2 separate regions of the Mus musculus genome follow, and region 1 is linked to region 2. A link is a contact called in public Hi-C data. All regions are on one chromosome and are shown on one strand. Each heading gives the region's core, a stretch centred on a gene start, on an enhancer-like site or on the middle of the called end of the contact. The rest is flanking DNA. Distances are from core to core; before and after follow the strand shown. Region 1 overlaps 5730522E02Rik (RIKEN cDNA 5730522E02 gene). Region 2 overlaps 5730522E02Rik (RIKEN cDNA 5730522E02 gene).

Region 1 (3,939 bases), core at 884-3,383, 120 kb after region 2:
AAGAGGTCAGAAGAAGAACAGCTCCAGCATTTATCACTCTGAGAAACAAAGGGTTAATAAGATAAGAGATATCTATAATTGTTGAATTGTTTTTTATTCAACATAGTGTTCACAAGAGGGGCTTCCTTAATTTCATGGGGAGTTTTGCTAAATATTATATTTCTATGACTGTTTACTGCCATAAACTGTAGATTCTTTTTTTATACAACAGACTCTTGTTATGATTCTACCTAAAGAAAGCCAAATTAAAACTGATTTACTAAATAGGTTAAGGATAGCACCCTCATTCATGATCTCAACTCCATTTCATGCTTAGACAGGCAGATCTTAATTATACACAAAAGAATACAAATGCTATTAGCATGATAATAATTATTTAGGAGATGTCCTCCTTTTTTAAAAAAAATTAAACTGGTATTGTCAATTCTGCAGCTACATTTTTTTTTTCAACAGAGTGACAGCTTTGCTCGTCACAGATATGTTCAAAGTACATATACACTATTCAAAGCTATGTAGACGATCTGAGCCGTCTGAGCTGAATACGCAGAGCCAGCAACGCACCGCACACTAATCATCATGTCCTACCAGCCGAGTACATGCAAATACAATCCTTTGTGACATTCTGTCAAATATTTGGAGGATTCTGTGTTCCTTATCACACCCCATCCCCATGTCCCCATCGACAAGCAGGCGCCCAGAAACCAGTGCCACCAATGGCACAGACTCCAGCATAGGCATACAATGATGCTAAATTAATGAAAAGAAAATTAAAAATTGACAGGGAAGTAGCTTAGCGGGCAGGGTCCAGGCAAACTGAAGTTCATGTTTGCTGCTTTGCTGAGCTGCCTGTGGGGGTCCTGAGAAATCTCTGCAACTCCATTCTGGATTCTGTGTCTAGAGATGTAAACATTGCATACAGTATCCAGCACACGACATAATGGATCAATGCGTGTAAGACCCTGCATTTGGAAAATCTACACTTGAGGTCAATATCTATTGTCACCGAGCCCACATATGATCAGAGGGAGAAAATGGACAAGTGTCACAGGACTAAAGAGTTGGCTACAGTACAAGTGATGTATTTTTGAACATTAATTTGCCAGAGTGGATCTGTTGTCTGTTGCTCCAGGCTGCGATTTTAATTATTTCTGGGACAAATGGATCAGTGATACACTGAAAATCTGTAGGACTTCTTGTCAAATTAATAAAATAATAATGGAAGTAGTCATCTCCAACTGCAAACTGTCACTGTCTTTGAGAGGTCTGTAGCCATCTAAATGGTTAAACAAACTACAATGTTCTTGAATCCTATTTGAAATCCTAAGTGTGGTGACATAAAATAGATTGTGTAGTGTCCATTGTACACAGTGACACCCACTGTGACAAAACCCGACTATGTTTAATGACCTTTTAAAATCTTATACCTAGAGTCCATAAAAGCATTGTAATTCAGTTGTAAAACACACTTTAATAATCAAAATGCAGCTGTTAAAATAGCGTTGCTCATAATTCTAACTGGAGGCAATTTTTTTTTTGTTTTGTTTTTAATGCAGAAGAGCAGACCACAGTTTAAAATTCCTGTGAGGTCACTATTGGCCATTACAGTGGTTTTTTGCAACTTAATAATAGATGTTTTAAAGTTTAAGTGTAGCCTCAGGCACTCATAGGCATTTATTACAAATCGCTGGTTGCCTCCCTTATGCAGAGAGGAATAACATTTACATACAGTAGCACGGATTAATAAGATAAAAAATTTGAAAAAGCCGTCAGTCAGGGAGTGAAACTGGTGCTAATAAAGCCCACTATATTCTTCGGAAATATCAAGCCGTCTGTTCCAATATTTTGCCATTCCCCATGAGGTATACAAATCCAAATCAGATAAGTCTCAAGCCATGCCAGAGACATGCTGCGCGGCTCTCCAGTGGCACTCGGCTGAATCTTTTATTTATCTTTAGAGCAATTGTACATTCTAGTACACTAAAGACTGAAATAAACTGAACATCACTCATCAGAAAGTTTCATAAAATGGGGCCCTCTCCTTCCTTGTTTGCTAAACCATGATTAGCGAGAAGAGCGCACTGTGAAGCATGTATCACGGGCAAGGAAATGTAATAGCAGGCTTGGGACCCGTGAGCAAGGGCTAGTTAAACAGAACAGTGTCTTGCCGGGTTGAAGTGTTGCTCACATGAAACCAGACCTAAAGGAGAGCAGGCTGCTTTGCAAGAGCAGTCTACTGCCTTTGCTTCTTGGTTTTAGGCTCTAATCCAAAGGTAGCCGGGAAAGAGAAAGGCAACATGCGCACATAATTTCACACGATGATTAGACTGCAAAGATCCTTGTTATAAAAACCACTGTGTCAGTCTCCCAAACTGCAGCATGACAAAGCTGCGCTTGGACTCATCCCTGCCCCTTGGAACACTGCTAATTAAAAAGTATAGCCGCTAGAGCTCTGGTTGGGGAGGAAGCTGCCCGTTGTTTCCGATCCAAGTGAACATTGATAAAAGAAATTTATTTATTTATACATAATTATTATTGTTACCCTACTGAACAGTGCTGGGGATTTAGAGAAATGAGACGCCATGGTACTAATTTTTCTTCAAGAAGTCTGCCATATTAACTCCACTGAATAATTACTGAAAAGCAATACACTCGTGTCATATTACCTTATGCAAAATTGCATTAATCAAAAAGTGAACCTGCTGCAATCAAGTAATTTGAGGGCGGGGGAAGGCATACACACACTGCATATTTTTCTCGGGACTTATTTTCCTTGCAGCAGAGTATTACCTAATAGTATTGTAGCAATGATCTCCAGAAAGGAGTAAATCAGAGAGGAAAAATTAATTTACAATCTAGACCTGACATTGGGGATGGATGGATGTGTGCACAGAAATGGCAAAGGAATGTCCACGTACTGTGATGACACATCCTCCACTGCTCCGACTCTGTACACAATAAAATAAATCCCGCTTGACCTCTTCAAGGAGTCAGACCATTGTTCCCCACACCAAGAAGTAAACGCAGCCGCTTAATTACACCCAGGAAGTCTTATAGAGCCCAGGGCTTACGCTAGAAAATGAACAGTTTCTTGTGATGGGCTTTCTTCAGACATTGGGGAGAGGGGAGAACAAATGTGTACGTGGAAAAGATCATCCCAGGTGTGCACGAAACGTGGCAAATTAGTACGGGTTCTTGTGCATGCATAATGTCTCATAAACACCCAAGTCCTAACAGCACTAATGTGAGTGCCATCGTTTTTTATAGCCTTTTGTCTTCTAAGTTTTGCAGTGGAGAGTGGAGAGGTGCCACTCAGAATATAGACTGGAGCAACCACAAGGGACGAAAGAGTGCTCATTACAAATGTGCATTTCGTTTCTTAATTTTGAGAAGGCTAGGTTGCAAGGAGGCAAGATGCACTGCTGGCTGTGTTGTTGTTGCTGTTGTTGCTGCTGCTGCTTCTGTTGTTGTTGTTGTTGTTGTTGTAAGAATCGTTATTTTTGCTAGATTCATCTTAGTGGCAGTGCCTGCAAAGTGCAGTTTCTCCCACTAGCCTCTCCCTGGCTAGCTGTGAACAGTGCCCATTTTGAGATTAGGAGATTAGGTTATTCATCACTTGAGACGCTCCCTGCTGTGCTGCTACTATCCCAGCGCAGCCAAATCAAAACATCTCTGGAAGGCATTTCAGAATAATTGAATGCATCATAATTTCCCTATTAATACATATCTCATATTACAGATTATGCATGAAATGTTCACATTATCTGTTACTTTTTGTTAACGTCTTGCTTCTTGCCAGTAAATTTAATACACAGAGTGAATCAGCATGCTATGATGAAGGGATAGGTTACTGATAGCCATTTTTTATTTTTTTTTTTTTAGGATTCAGTAGAAAATTAAAGTAAATCGATCATTTTATAGCCCCACTGGAATGGCTACAAG
Region 2 (3,917 bases), core at 1,223-3,722:
TTTTCAAATATCACCACTCTCTACGTTGTCTGATATACTAGATGTACCCAAATTTATACACATTACAGGGTGTTCAGTTATTCACATGAGCTGTCTGTTTTCATTAGATAAAAGAATAGACCAATGAGATCAGTATTGTACCATCAAGCCCAATGCAAATGTGTTTATTTTGCAAACAGAACTTTCTGTGCCTAAGGACTGGGTCTTTGTTCTTAGTAAGTACCAAAATAAAGAAAGTGACAAACACCAACATAGTCCAGCATAACAAGTAATGAGTATCAACATAAGAATTAAAACCCTGTCCTGTGCACCTGGTCACAGGCCCTGCTGCCCTGTTAGTCAAAGAGAAGTGGATACTACTATAAAAAAAAATGTAGGCTACAGTGCAGCCAGCTGTGGCAACAGACAGAGCAGAATATTCTGGGCTTTTGTGTTAGACAGTGCTCCTGCACTGTGCAACCTGGCCAGGTTAGGCAGTCATGCTGTGCCTTTTGGTTTCCTACAGAGTGAAATACAAGAGTAGTAGTGACAGCCTCCTCACTGTCAAGGTTGAAAATGGGAAGAGTAATACCCAGGGCAGTGAGGATGTCATGAACCTTGGCTGTGAGCTAGGGTGCACTCGGGACCACTCACACTTACCAACTCTTCTTCACAAACAAACTCCAAGCAGTGTATTGGAAAATCTTCAGTGGGACTCAACCCGATTTGGAGGGAGTCAGAAGACAGCAGAGAGGCAGCTCTTGGGAAAGCAAGTTGGCCACGCCCACATGATCCCCATTGTTGTTGAGGCTCTTGGTGCTGATGCCCTTGAGCAGATTATCTGGGTTTGGTGAGTAATAAACCCAGATCCGAGTGAATTATGCTCAAAGAACAAAGAGAACTGAAGATGAAGGAACATGGAGGCCACAGGCTGGAGTAAGAAAACCACTTCTCAGAAAGCACAGGCTGAAGAGAGCACTTAATTACAAAGTGGTGCCAGGAAGCACAGTTTTAAAGAAACAGAGCTCTTGGAATCAGGGTAACCTGGTACCTTTAGACATATAAGCACCCCACTAAAGGAGGGGGCACTCGTGACATTGGAAAGATCACCATTAGGTTGCTACATGTTTGCGAGACATTCAGATGTACATGTAATCTCATGTTGATGTGATTTCTAGAAAGAGAAAGTTAAAAATGCAGATGCACTTTTAATGAATGCTTACTCTTCTCTTTGTCTGGAGTCTAAAAAAACACACATTCTTTCCAGTTATTGTAGCAGTATTATTTTGTATAACATTTGAAGCAATGTGTGCTGTAAGGCATCCCAGTATCCCAGTATCCCCATCTACCTCACACCCTTCTGACATTTTTACCTGAGGGCTGGTCCTCTTGGTGAGGAGGAAGATCTACTGAATGTAAGCCATGTGGTTTTTATTCCTTCATCCTGATTGTAATAAACTTAAAGGGACATGCTTAATGTTCAACAAAAAAGAAGGTTTCTGGGGCCATTCCAGCAGGAAGATAATGTCACACTGCAACAGCAGCGAGAGTGTTAAGATCCTGCCAGACAATATGGTCTCAGATTCTAACCACACGGGTCACTTCTGGACAAGGGAGCCTTTGCAAACTTGTACAGCACTCTGTGACAAACATCTCCATGATCCTATGATTATTATCTTGCTGTTTTTATTATTGCTGTTCTGTGTCTTCTTGGGGAGTGACTTCCTCTGGGAAGTTAGTATAGTTCACCTTCTGGCAGGGTAAACATTTTTTTTGCATCACAGGGTATGATTTAGCCAGTTTCTCTGAGTTGTTCAATTGCTGGGAAAACTGTAGGGTTTGGGCTTTATGCCTGAAGGAGACACAGCTGGAGATCAGCTAAGGGTGCATGCTTCCCCCATCTCCCCATGTCCTTTGGGCCCAATTCACCACAACCTGAAAGGGGGAGCAAATTTGCCAGAAGGCAGCCTTGTCTTCACATTCATTTTAAGTACTACTTCTGAGGACCTAATAGGACCCAGGCCTGTGCTTTAGACTGTTGGAAGTTAAGATGTTCCAAGTTTTAGAAACAAGTTGAGGTTGGATTGAGTCACATTTTGAATGTGCACATGCACGCGCGCGCACGCACACACACACACACACACACACATGCACACACCATCAAGCCTTACAGAGTGAAGGGTAGAAATGGCATCCAGCACTCTTGTCCTTAGAAATTAGTTAGAACACCCCAGCAAAGCCCCAGGGAAGGTGGAGTGGCTGGGACATTAAGCAAGGTATTTAGGGATCTCTCTTTCCAGCAGGAAGGAGGAGAGCGGGGACATTGTTAATTGCAAGAAAATGGGCAAAGAAGCGCGCATTAACTTCCATGCTCTAACAGGGCAAGGGAGAGAGATTACAAGAACAGCACAAAAACAAATGTGTGCGGCCTTCTCCTGCTTCCCAAGGGAGGGAGATGAGCATCACAGGATTTGCTGCGGAGCCCACGGCCAGCACAATCTATTAAATAGCTCAAGTTAGTCAATGTAGAAGAAATTTTTAGACACACATGCCCAACCATATGTGCATGGCCAAGATTTAAAATAGAAAAGTGAGAGACTGTTGGATGACTGAGGATTTTTCCCTTGCCAGGAAGTCCTCCTTAAGGATTTCATAGCTTGCAAAAGAGAACTGCTTGCCAGACAAGCCAAGAAAAAGACATGGAAGATTGGGACCTGCTTCCTTAATGATGAAATGTCATGCTGTTATGTAAATCAACCTGAAGAAAAAAGGCAGGCATGATTAAGATGGCTTTGCAGAAACAAGAAAGGTCTTGACATCTCCTCCTAAAATTGCTTTAATTCCTCAAATCACAGGGCTGGAGGCACAGGCTGAATTCCATGGTGGCTGCATAGAGAAAAGTACGGAAGCTTCTCTCCTGTAAAACCCTTGCTTCAGTTCAACTTATACTGTATGACTGCAGTTAGATGGGTTTGTAACGCCTCTGAATTGTTACATTTATGGCAGAATGAGGTGTGGCCACTTGACTGCTCTGTGTTTTTCTTCATGTATATGGAAGAATATTCTAACAGAATGAGATGGGTCTTCAGTTTCATCGAGAGCAGCATTATTACATCTGTGTTGTGTGTCCAAGACACATAAGCATTATTACTATGAGTGATATATATATATATATATATATATATATATGTGTGTGTGTGTGTGTGTGTGTGTGTGTGTGTGTGTGTATGTATGTATATATATATATATATAATATAACATACATATATATTAGTTTCATCTGTGGACTGTGGACTATAGGAACTTCATCACCATTGCTATATTTGTGTAAAGTGTGTGCTGTAACACATGTACACACCAGAATTATGTCTGTGTGACATGTATACTATACTACACACCAATCAGCATTATTGTATCTTATGCAATATAAGGAATGCCAATTTAGCCTAAGGTCAAAGATAATCACATTCTATTTTTTTTTTCAGAAACAGTGGCCAGGGGTACAGTATAAAAACAAAATTATCTTCTCACACATTGGAAGCTTTGGCCCTTCACTGCTCCAGCTCTTGGGTTATTTGCTCTAATTTCTGCGTTAGAGAAGAATTAAAAGCATGTCTTCTAGAAGTTCTATACTCAGAAAGCTTCCTCCTAAATTGTACCATCAATTTTCAATTAACTTAGATTCCTATAATTTTATGACCAGAGGGGACTTCAGAATTGATTTAATCAAATTCTGTCATTTTACGGAAGAGAAAGGTGAGGCCCTGAAATGTTAAGTGAGTTGTTACATTGCACAACTACTTGGTAAGTCAGATGGGCAAGCTCGTCTTCTGGCTTCCATTTCTGTATTCTTAATACCGTAACTTATTTCAGCACCATGTTACATAATTATGCTTCTATATTTCTAGAAGTAACCTGTATCTTCCTACTAAAATTCA

What was found. Hi-C and Micro-C count contacts between places; a contact is called where the count stands out from the background.
Region 1: a Hi-C map of cortical neurons shows a contact between it and region 2, with 2.1 times the contacts expected there. The contact joins two enhancer-like sites. A contact is called at or near these places in 4 of 484 Hi-C or Micro-C datasets (cortical neurons, cumulus cells, embryonic fibroblasts and 1 more).

The regions. Positions count from the first base shown.
Region 1 is chr11:25,853,793-25,857,731 of GRCm38.p6, forward strand. The region is part of intron 2 of 5730522E02Rik (RIKEN cDNA 5730522E02 gene); the gene reads right to left. Among named protein-coding and RNA genes, the nearest start is that of Gm51856, 72 kb to the left of the region's middle. Within about 2 kb of position 2,134, at least 26 of the 459 cell types and tissues checked have an H3K27ac peak or open chromatin away from gene starts, as enhancers often do. A contact at or near this core is called in cortical neurons, where this site is marked.
Region 2 is chr11:25,734,934-25,738,850 of GRCm38.p6, forward strand. All of the region lies in intron 2 of 5730522E02Rik (RIKEN cDNA 5730522E02 gene), which reads right to left. Among named protein-coding and RNA genes, the nearest start is that of Gm51856, 47 kb to the right of the region's middle. Within about 2 kb of position 2,473, at least 10 of the 459 cell types and tissues checked have an H3K27ac peak or open chromatin away from gene starts, as enhancers often do. A contact at or near this core is called in cortical neurons, where this site is marked.